Regions from separate parts of the Zea mays genome. Here region 1 is linked to region 2. Evidence: chromatin contacts called from public Hi-C data. All regions are on one chromosome and are shown on one strand. The core of a region is the stretch at or near the end of the contact, and the rest is flanking DNA. Distances in the headings are between cores, read along the strand shown.

Evidence for each region. A called contact is a pair of places that touch in the nucleus more often than the background predicts.
Region 1: a Hi-C map of leaf shows a contact between it and region 2, with 7 times the contacts expected there. The contact joins the promoter of LOC100384534 here to the promoter of LOC100193704 in region 2. A contact is called at or near these places in 2 of 25 Hi-C or Micro-C datasets (leaf and tassel).

Annotation. Positions count from the first base shown.
Region 1 is chr2:17,264,445-17,269,380 of Zm-B73-REFERENCE-NAM-5.0, reverse strand. LOC100384534 (putative MATE efflux family protein) reads left to right here and starts at 2,476. Exons shown (of 1, transcript NM_001177052.1): 1 at 2,476-4,610. The coding sequence starts at 2,725. The coding sequence ends at 4,431.
Region 2 is chr2:16,981,361-16,986,117 of Zm-B73-REFERENCE-NAM-5.0, reverse strand. It overlaps LOC100193704, which reads left to right and starts at 2,350. Exons shown (of 12, transcript NM_001358868.1): 1 at 2,350-2,429; 2 at 2,558-2,710.

The DNA of each region.
Region 1 (4,936 bases), core at 1,227-3,726, 280 kb before region 2:
CTCATTTCAACAACTTAGTTAGTACTAACATGAGAAATGAGTTCATCCCACCAAATTTGAGTAATAAACTTTTGATGTATCACCTTATCTTGGATGTAGTGATTCATCAAACCAAACACCTCTTTATATTCCATCACTCTATCTTGCGTACTTTAATGCCATATTAAGTTGTATGCACCAATAAATTTAACCCAGAAGCTTGAGTTGAAAGAAAATGTGAGTAATTCACTTATATTCCAACACAGAAGCCCTCAAGTAAGTCAACGTAATGTGTCCCAGTAGCAAACTCAGTGTTTCAAATACAAGAGAAACCCAAATTCATCTAAAAAAAGCCTATGGTACTCGTTTAACAGTTTCTTGTGGGTCGCATTAGCAAAAAAGGTACTCAAGTTAGGTCTTTAGGGATATTTGTATGTTACACAATGTAATATCTACCACATTCAACTAAAATAGCATCTGAGTAGATGATTATAAATTGTTAGCACTCGATACGTAGCATAGCAGAAGAAACATGTGTCGATATAGTGAAAGTAGTCATATATCTTCACTAAGCAGTAACAACAACAATTCATTCACTATGCTCCTCAAGTTTGTAGTTGAGCATCACTGCAACAATAGCTACATCGTCTCCATAGTATCCACACGTGCGAGGATAAAATGTCACATGCTAGCACCGTGATAAGGGACTAAGACAAACACAATCATAATGCTTCGAATACAAGATTATATCTTCGAGGACATATGCAAATTCCACAAATGGCCAACCGTTCTGGCGGTCGCTCTATTCATCTATTTGTTGGGTGGCATCCAATGCGTCGATGTAAGGGACTAGATGGCTAGAGGGGGTGAGTAGCCTAATATTTTTTCTACACGGCTAACAACTGTAACAAGAGCCAATATAATTGATATGCAGAAGCAACAACTTGCTCTATTATATAGTGAGCTGGAAACGAGCGGAGACGAGCTCAGCTTGACTTGCGAGCTGCACCTTGATAAATAATATTGTATTATATAGTGAATTAATAAATTATAATTATGAAATATAGAATAATAATGCAACATTAGGAGTAACCTAAATTATAAATTGTCATATATCCATCATTAAAGGCTAATGAACGAGTTAGATATCTATAAAATATCCAATATTTATTATTATTGTGTAGGTTGATTAATTTGGTGTAGCTCGCGAGCCAGAACGGATAGCCGCGGTTGCTCGAGGCTCGCGACCCCCTCTAAGCCAAATCGAGCCGGCTCGCAAGCCTTGATATTGTTTCCCAGCCCTATCCGCCGGCAAGCAGCGGCACACATTTTGAGATGATTTTTGTAGTTTGTTTTTTCGTTATATCTTCTAATTAAAAAATCTAATCACTGAACCAATTTAATATTTGTGTTACTGATTTTTTAAATAAAACTAGACACATATGTTGTATAAAATTGCAAGATTGATTTATACACTCTTATCTAATACATCTTCTAACACAGACAATCAAACACTAGCTATATCTATTCTAAATGCACCAATGCAAACAACTAAACAAAATTCTATGCACGGACCTGGCCTGAGCAAAAAGAGTTTGGCTTCTCACGTATGGACATGGTTACTACCGTGCAACAACCAATCACACGGTAAGCTAAGCTCTTGACGCCATAAGTTCCCATAGCATGTTTTATAATTTTTTAAGCATAGCGAACGTAGGGTTAAACATAAGGGCTAAGAAACACACAATTCAAATATTTATTCAGGCCTCCATTTGTCAACCATAGGCAGGACATGAGCCGCGTTTGAACAGCCGTACTTTCATTTGGAATATTGTGATGACCGGCCAAAACGCAATAAACAAAGGATCTGAACAATATCCCGTTGCAAAACTAGCTTAATTAATTTCGTTTACATGAGCAGGTTGAAGAAATTAACTATCCTAGCAATATACTTTGGGTGCCTAGCTTTTTTTTAAAAGTCTTATCCCCATACCGTTCTTAATTCAATGGAAAAGTCTAGTCAAACGCAACATCACTGACTAAAAAACTAATGGCAACGAAAGTAACTTACTCTTGAAGGAAAAAAGAACCACTCATAAATATCAAAAAAAAAACTTGATTCTTATTACCCAAGAGCTGTGACACTAATATTTTAATTAATGCAAAGTACTGAAGTTACAAAAATTATGTTTGTAACCGAAGCCGAATATAAAAGGTACTACCAGTACAGCCAACATGTATGCTCATGTCATATGTTATGCAGAATTATTAGTATTCCGTTACAGGTACATATTATTGTACAATCCAGTGCGCGAAGAAATGAAATGAAAGTCTGGGCGGCTCTCGGTTGAAAGACAAAACACAGAACCAATCCAAGCGCTGTCAAGGACAGAGAAAAGCTAGTGAGAGAAGGGGTAAGCGGCCAAGGCTTCCCCCTCGCCCCGTTCGACGCCTATAAAAAGGTATCGCCGGGCTTCCCAGTCCCCCGCGCCGCGCGGCTCTCGACTCCACCAACCAAGCAAGCATCCCAGCTTCCAAAGGGGAGACAACCCGAGAAGCGCTTCCCCATCTCCCCCCAACAGAAACTGCGTACGATCTCGTAAATTGCCTGGGAGTTACCAACGCCGCAAAGGTTTTTACTCCCTTGCCTGGCGAAACCGCACGCGCGGGCGGGCAACCAGGAGAGAGAGAGAGATAGAGAGAGAGAGAGAGAGAGCAGGGTATCCCTCTGTTTCTCCAGCAGCCATGACGTCGTGCTCGGGAAACGCCACGGTGGCATGCCGGGATGACGCGCAGCCGCACGGGGACGCGCCCTGCGTCATCGTCTACCCCTTACTCGCCAAGACTGGGGAGGTCCACATCCCGGTGGCCGGAGACGAGGCGCCGGCCGTGCCCGTGCTCACGAGCAAGTCGCCCGGGCGGCTTGCCACCGCGGTGAAGGAGGCCTTGTCCGTCTCCCTGGGAGCGGCGTTCCCGATGACGCCGTTGGTGTCGTCCAGCGACGCGCATGCAGAGGCGCGGTCGATTCTCGGCCTCGCGCTCCCGATGATTCTGACGGGCCTCCTGCTCTACCTCCGCTCCATGATTTCAATGCTCTTCCTCGGCCGTCTCGGCGGTCTGGCCCTCGCTGGCGGGTCGCTGGCCATCGGCTTTGCCAACATCACGGGGTATTCCGTGCTCTCCGGCCTCGCCATGGGCATGGAGCCCATATGCGGCCAGGCATTCGGCGCGGGCAACTTCTCGCTCCTCGGAATCACCATGCAGAGGACGGTGCTGCTGCTCATCGCGGCGGCCGTCCCCATCGGTGGCCTGTGGATGCACATGCGGCCTCTCCTCCTCCTCTGCGGCCAGGACGCCGGCATCGCGGCGGTCGCCGAGACCTACATTCTGGCCTCGCTCCCGGACCTCGTCCTCCAGGCCTTCATCCACCCTGTGCGGATATACCTCCGGGCGCAGTCCATCAACCTGCCGCTCACGGTCTGCGCCGCGCTGGCCATTGTCATCCACCTCCCCATCAACTACGTCCTCGTCACCGTCCTCGGCCTCGGCATCAGAGGGGTGGCATTCGCCTCCGTGCTGGCGAACCTGAACCTTCTCCTCTTCCTCGTCGCCTACATCCTCTTCAAGAGCGTGCACAAGCGCACCGGCGGTTTCTTGCTCTCCCGCGAGAGCTTCCGCGGCTGGGGCGAGCTCGTAAGCCTCGCGCTGCCGAGCTGCGTCAGCGTCTGCCTCGAGTGGTGGTGGTACGAGATCATGATCCTGCTGTGCGGCCTGCTGCTGAACCCGCAGGCCACGGTGGCGTCCATGGGCATCCTGATCCAGACCACGTCGCTCATCTACATCTTCCCATCCTCCCTGAGCTTCGGCGTGTCCACCCGCGTCAGCAACGAGCTGGGCGCGAACCGGCCCGAGGAGGCGAGCCGCGCCGCCGCGGTGGGGCTCATGCTGGGCTTCGCCTTCGGCGGCCTGGCCTCGGCGTTCGCGTTCCTGGTGCGGAACGTGTGGGCGAGCATGTTCACGGCCGACCCGGCGATCATCGCGCTCACCGCGTCGGTGCTGCCCATCCTTGGGCTGTGCGAGCTGGGCAACTGCCCGCAGACGACGGGCTGCGGCGTGCTGCGCGGCAGCGCCAGGCCCAAGGACGCAGCCAGCATCAACCTCCGGTCCTTCTACCTCGTGGGGACGCCGGTGGCGCTCGTCCTAGCCTTCTGGCTCCACTACGACTTCAAGGGCCTGTGGTTGGGGCTCCTGGCGGCGCAGGCCACCTGCATGGTGCGCATGCTGCTGGTCATCGGGCGCACGGACTGGGCGTGCGAGGCCAAGCGCTCGAGGCAGCTCACCGGCGGCCTCGTGGCCGAGGACAGCGACGACAAGGCTGGCGGAGACGAGAAGTCGCGCTTGCTTGGCGACACGGACATCGAGCAAGCGAATGCTCACTCTGATCGGTGTTGATAGCTACAGCGAGAGCCCGCATGTGTGCTCTAATCTACTCTTTTCCCCCTTTCCTATTTCCCTCATTTTCTGTGGCGGGGGAGGAGGAATCAGAGGCTGACAGAGTGACAGTTTTGTTCACCATTTGGTAATTAGCATGTAAAGATTTTGCTGGTTATTATCAAAGAGATTCAACATACAGTATCTAGCGTTGACACGAAAGATTCTTTTTTTTTCTTTAACCTTTTTTTTATTTTTTATTTGAAAATAATAAAAAGAAAGAAAGAAAAAAGGTGAGGTGGGAACGAAACACAGGGCTTTCGCCGCAGCTTGCTCCGGCGTCCGGCCTCCGGGTCAGTGTCTGATGGTCCAGTGTGGCGAGCTGCGTGACGACCTGGTCGCCGGCGCGGGCTAACGAAACGAGTAGTGTAGCACACAACACCGGGTCCAAGTCGCGTGGCGGTGTCAATCACCAAACCAAACCATGCTGCTAGTGCTAGTGCTAGTGCTACCTACGGGGGCCCGC
Region 2 (4,757 bases), core at 1,101-3,600:
TTTTGTAGAATAAAATCTTAAAGGAAACTCAACTCCACGAATTGGTCACTTGCATTAAATCATATTGTGGGTCTCTTTTAGTTGCATCTTAAGATGGCGGCAACAAGATTTCAAGCACTTTTTATCTAGTGACCGCAATGCACTGGAGATAAATAAGAATCCAAATATTATTTTTGATAACCTTGACACTATTTAAATCTTCTTATAAGTGACGAAGTAGTTTGATCAACAATAAAAACGTATAGATTTCAACATTTTTTGCGATTGTAGGATATATGTTAGCAAATATTTTAAGCAAAATAATATTTTTATCTATAATCTCTATATGGATTATTCTAGATTTTGGGGACCCTATATAAAATTAGCTATGAGTATTAACACTTGATAATCTTGCCTAGAATGTCTTCGATTTCTGGGTCTACCACTACACCTAACTGAGTTTAACCCTGCAATAAATAATTAATCTCGTGAAATCATTTGGAGATTTTGACTCAATTTAAATAGGTAGCTACTGTGTAGTTAGGTTGAACCAGGACACCAGGTGTAACACGAGTCACATATGCATGCATGTGTATTGACTCAATCGGCCGGCGCACGCTATGATGGTGCTAGAAAATGTTTTATACGGCTGTGAAAGGTGTAACCTGTGCTGTGTCGCAAACAATATATTGTTTAACTTTGTTTGGCCTTGAACTCCTGGGGGCAAACATAAGATATAAAAGATCGATATGCCTTTCATGATTCCGTCATAATCTCGACCGTAATTAAGGCCCGCTCTATATAAACCTTTAAAGCAAATTGTTAGTCATATAATAATTTATTAGTTGGATTGATGCAACAAATAACAACTATTTATTTAAGATTAACTAACTTCTCAGTTAAATTTAGTCACTAACTATTAGTTTTAGAGGTTTGGAACATGTTATAAGAACCTAACCGGTCTCTCAACGTTACAAAAGCTATCATATTTGAACCCCCGTCATCGGAGCGCACACGTTTTATTTTGTTCTGTTCATGTCTATGCTGAGATACTAAAATTTTGTGCACAAGACTACAAGGACGAGAGCACCTAATGAGGTATTAATCGGTTATTCAAATTCCGTAAGAGTTGGGGGTATTGGAAGAGATTATTAGAATTTTTGACCTGTTAAGATTTAAACCCACTTAATTTCTTGCAACACATACTGCAGGTCCTCAGATAGCGAGGCGCAGTCGCGCAGACCGCAGAGCGCCGAATCGTGAGAAGGATCAGAAGTGCTTGTTACTTCCGTACGGGTTAGAGCATCTCCAACAACGTGACCTATAAAAATGCCCTATAATTTGAAAATGAGTATATTTTATAGAATTTAGGGCACCAACAAAACACCCCGCTCCAACAGTAAAGCCCCAAATCTAGATTATAGGGCAGCCCACTACGGTGTAGTATATTTGAGTCACTTGAGAGGGTGCCCTATAGTTTTTTGACAAAATTTTATGAAATGGAGCACTGTTGGAGTAGTTTTTCCTGTGTAGAGCCCTATATTTCAATTTGAGGCACTAGTTTGAGGCATTGTTGGAGATGCTCTTACAAATACACGGAACATATTTGGGTTCAGCAACAGGGACGGACGGACGGCGCGCCGTGTTCTACAGACTTGCCGTCGCTGCTTCTGCATCTGTTCGAAAACCGTAACCCCCGTGCACCGCTGGTCAGTAGTCGTCGTTTCGTTTCGTTTCGTTTCGTCGCGGCGATCTTCGAACCGATGAAGCGTGGCACTTGGCTGGTTGGTGGTGGTACGCCGGGCCAGAAGGTGACCTGCCTCGATCCGAATACCATGCATCGATCTGTGCACGTGCCTGTTCTCTTCCTACTCCGATTACCGATAGTCCGGGCCGGGAAAAAGAGCGCGAAGCCAGATCTGACCACTAGGGGTCTGTTTGGTTGGTTTCTCTCGCCAACCTGGCTGTGTGAGCCAGGATCACTGGAGCCTGGCTCTGAAGATACGACCAATCTGCTCGTATCTGGTGAGCCTGGCCCAAGGTGCTTTAAGGATCGTGCGAGTCTGGATTCAAATCTACATGCAGACAACCAAACACAGAGCTCGCACGCGCATAGCTTGGCTCATAGCAACCAAACAGCAGCTACCCGCATCCCGCGACGCAAGCACGCGCAGATGCAGGCAACCAAACAGACCCCAGGTGATCCAGGTCGTCGAATGTTCCACGCGAACCGCAGCCGCGAGTGCCGTCTCCGGCTCCGCCACAGGTAGAGCTCAGAGCAGAAAATGCTCCAGCCACCTGTCTCTCTTCTTCCTCCTTCCTGCCCTGCACGCGGCTATAAGTACCCACCGCCATCTCACTTTGCCCAGCAGCACGGCAGTAGCTGCGCCATTGCACGCCTCCGGCCGGCGGCTGCTTGTCTTGCTGCTTCTGCCGCACATCCGTGATCCGTACGTCGTCACCTCACCACTCACGCACAAGCACAAAGAGCGTTAATTTCTTGCTGGAGATTCTATTCTATTTCTATGGCGTGTCCCTGATCGAATCCTAAATCCTAAACCTCTGTGGTGCACTGCAGGGCAGAAGGTGCTTCGTTCGTTGCAGGCCTGGCGCCACGCCGTACCGTGCAAGCGCGTTTGCTGATGTTCATCTAATTACTGTATAATAATATCTCCGGGCGAAAGAGCTAGCAATCGTCGGCGGGGGAGGAGGGGCTCGATTGCTGCTCAAGGTGAGTTGTAATTCCTTGGCTCTGGATTTCCCTATCTGTTGGCTGTTCATGGATCATCCAATGGATGGATGGCGCTCCCTGTTCTCTACACCTGCGTGCTCTTCTTCCCTCGCCTCGCCGGGGTCTTGTGTCAGTTACTGTATCTCCCTGTTGATTTTAAAATCTAAGAAGCAACAACAAAAGATGATTCAAAAAAATATTCAAATTTGAAGGACCACAATGCGTGTGCTACTGCTAGCTATGCTACCATTAGAGCATGCCTTCACTGCATTCTTCTTCTTTTGTTACGAGTGCTTAATCTCATGGCTCGCTCCCTTAATTCTTGCTACCATTAGAGCATCTTCAATACTTTCTAAAAAAAACCACTTGACAAACTAATGAAATCAGTTGGTAAACTAATAAGTTTCACGAGTGACTAAAAAAAAGATAGGAGCTAGCTTCTAGTCCTAGATAATGCTCTTATGAGCTTTCCTTGTCCAGTTGTCCCAACTCCCAACGAACAAAAAAAAAAAGGTAAGAAAACACATTTGGCCTTTCTTCTTTTTTCTTTTCAACTCAAAACGATCGCTCAGTTACAAAAAAAAAAGAGAGCTTGCAATTGCGAGCGAGATACCACCGTTACAGGGAAAAAAAAGACAAGTTGTTCAAGTTCTCTACTAGCTTCCTAGCGCTTCCGTGTCGTTCTAGATGAGCTTCTCTAGCAAAGGACAATAATTTGGTTGCCACGTCAGATGTCGACTCAGTGTCATTTGCTACCAGCTGGCTTATCAACTTGGGAGATTATTGCTCGCACCTGGACCCGGTGTCCAGTCAATTATTAATGATGTTGATCCATCTTCGTATTTTTATCTTGGCAAGAAACTGTTAGTATTAAGTTACTGTCACCTTTGGAAGCTGAATCTCCCCTCGAAGATATCAGTATGGGCATATAGCCATCCGTTCTTATACACAGCTATTTACGTCTATTTTACAATTTTATATCTTCGTCTTCCTCTTTTACACCTACATTCGAACCATCTATTTAGAGCTTTCAATGTGCAATTCGTCTTTGGTCATTGTCAACATGAACCGTCCAGTGATAATGCTTTGATGCTGACTAAGAAGTACGGTCTCCGTTCTTAAATATTTATTGTCTAATATTTATTTTTAAAATAAAACATGATAAATAAAAAAGAACGGAGTGAGTAGAATACATTGTGAGCTGTTGTTGGTTTGTTGCACATTCTTTACTTGTTTTTTTTTACGAACATTTGTTGCAAGCATCAGCAAAGCCGTATAAACTTGTGCAGCTCTAGATAGCGATTTTTTTAAACAAAACCTTAATATTAGATTTTGGAGCATTGATTTAGAAAGCTGAGCAACTCCAATGGGAGAGGTGTTTATTTTCTCGTCCATCCACATCCGCCGTTGGCCCGTTGTTTCTTTTCTACCCGCGCCTGTGGGGCCCAACCGTCCGGTCAACCGACCAGCGTTTCCTGTTCCACCGTACGTCGTCGTTCTCGTTCGGTCGTTTTCGTTCCCCTACCTCCAGTCCAGTCCCAGGTCCGAGCCGGACCTTGATCGCCGCCGTGCCTCGGCGCAAGGAATGGGGCCTTCGGTCTTACCCTTGCACGCGCCGCCGGCATCAGGAGACGTCTCTGTGTGCTTCGCCGTGCCTTCAGCCGTAGCCGGCGCCGCATCAGCGTGCTCCAGAGAGGACCGCAGCTTCCAGCACGTGTCCCTGACACCGCCCCACACTGGATTGGGAAGGGCCGCTGACCCCACGCACCTGCCCGCTGGCCAGTGTTGGAAGGTTTGGGAAATGAGATGTTGATTTTAAGCTGACTTTTGAGGGTTTTAGCTTACAGCTTTTTAAATCAATCTTCGACCAACGGTTTGAAATTCCGTGTTTAGAGTTGAATTACTCGATTCAGAAGTTTAAGTTTCTCTAATTTAAGCTAAAGGGAGAAGAGATGGAGCGCCTGGCTTGAGTTGGCCGCACGCAGCTGGGAAGAAGGATCTGAAAACACTGTCGTCCATGTATTGATTCACTTAAACATTTGTCCGT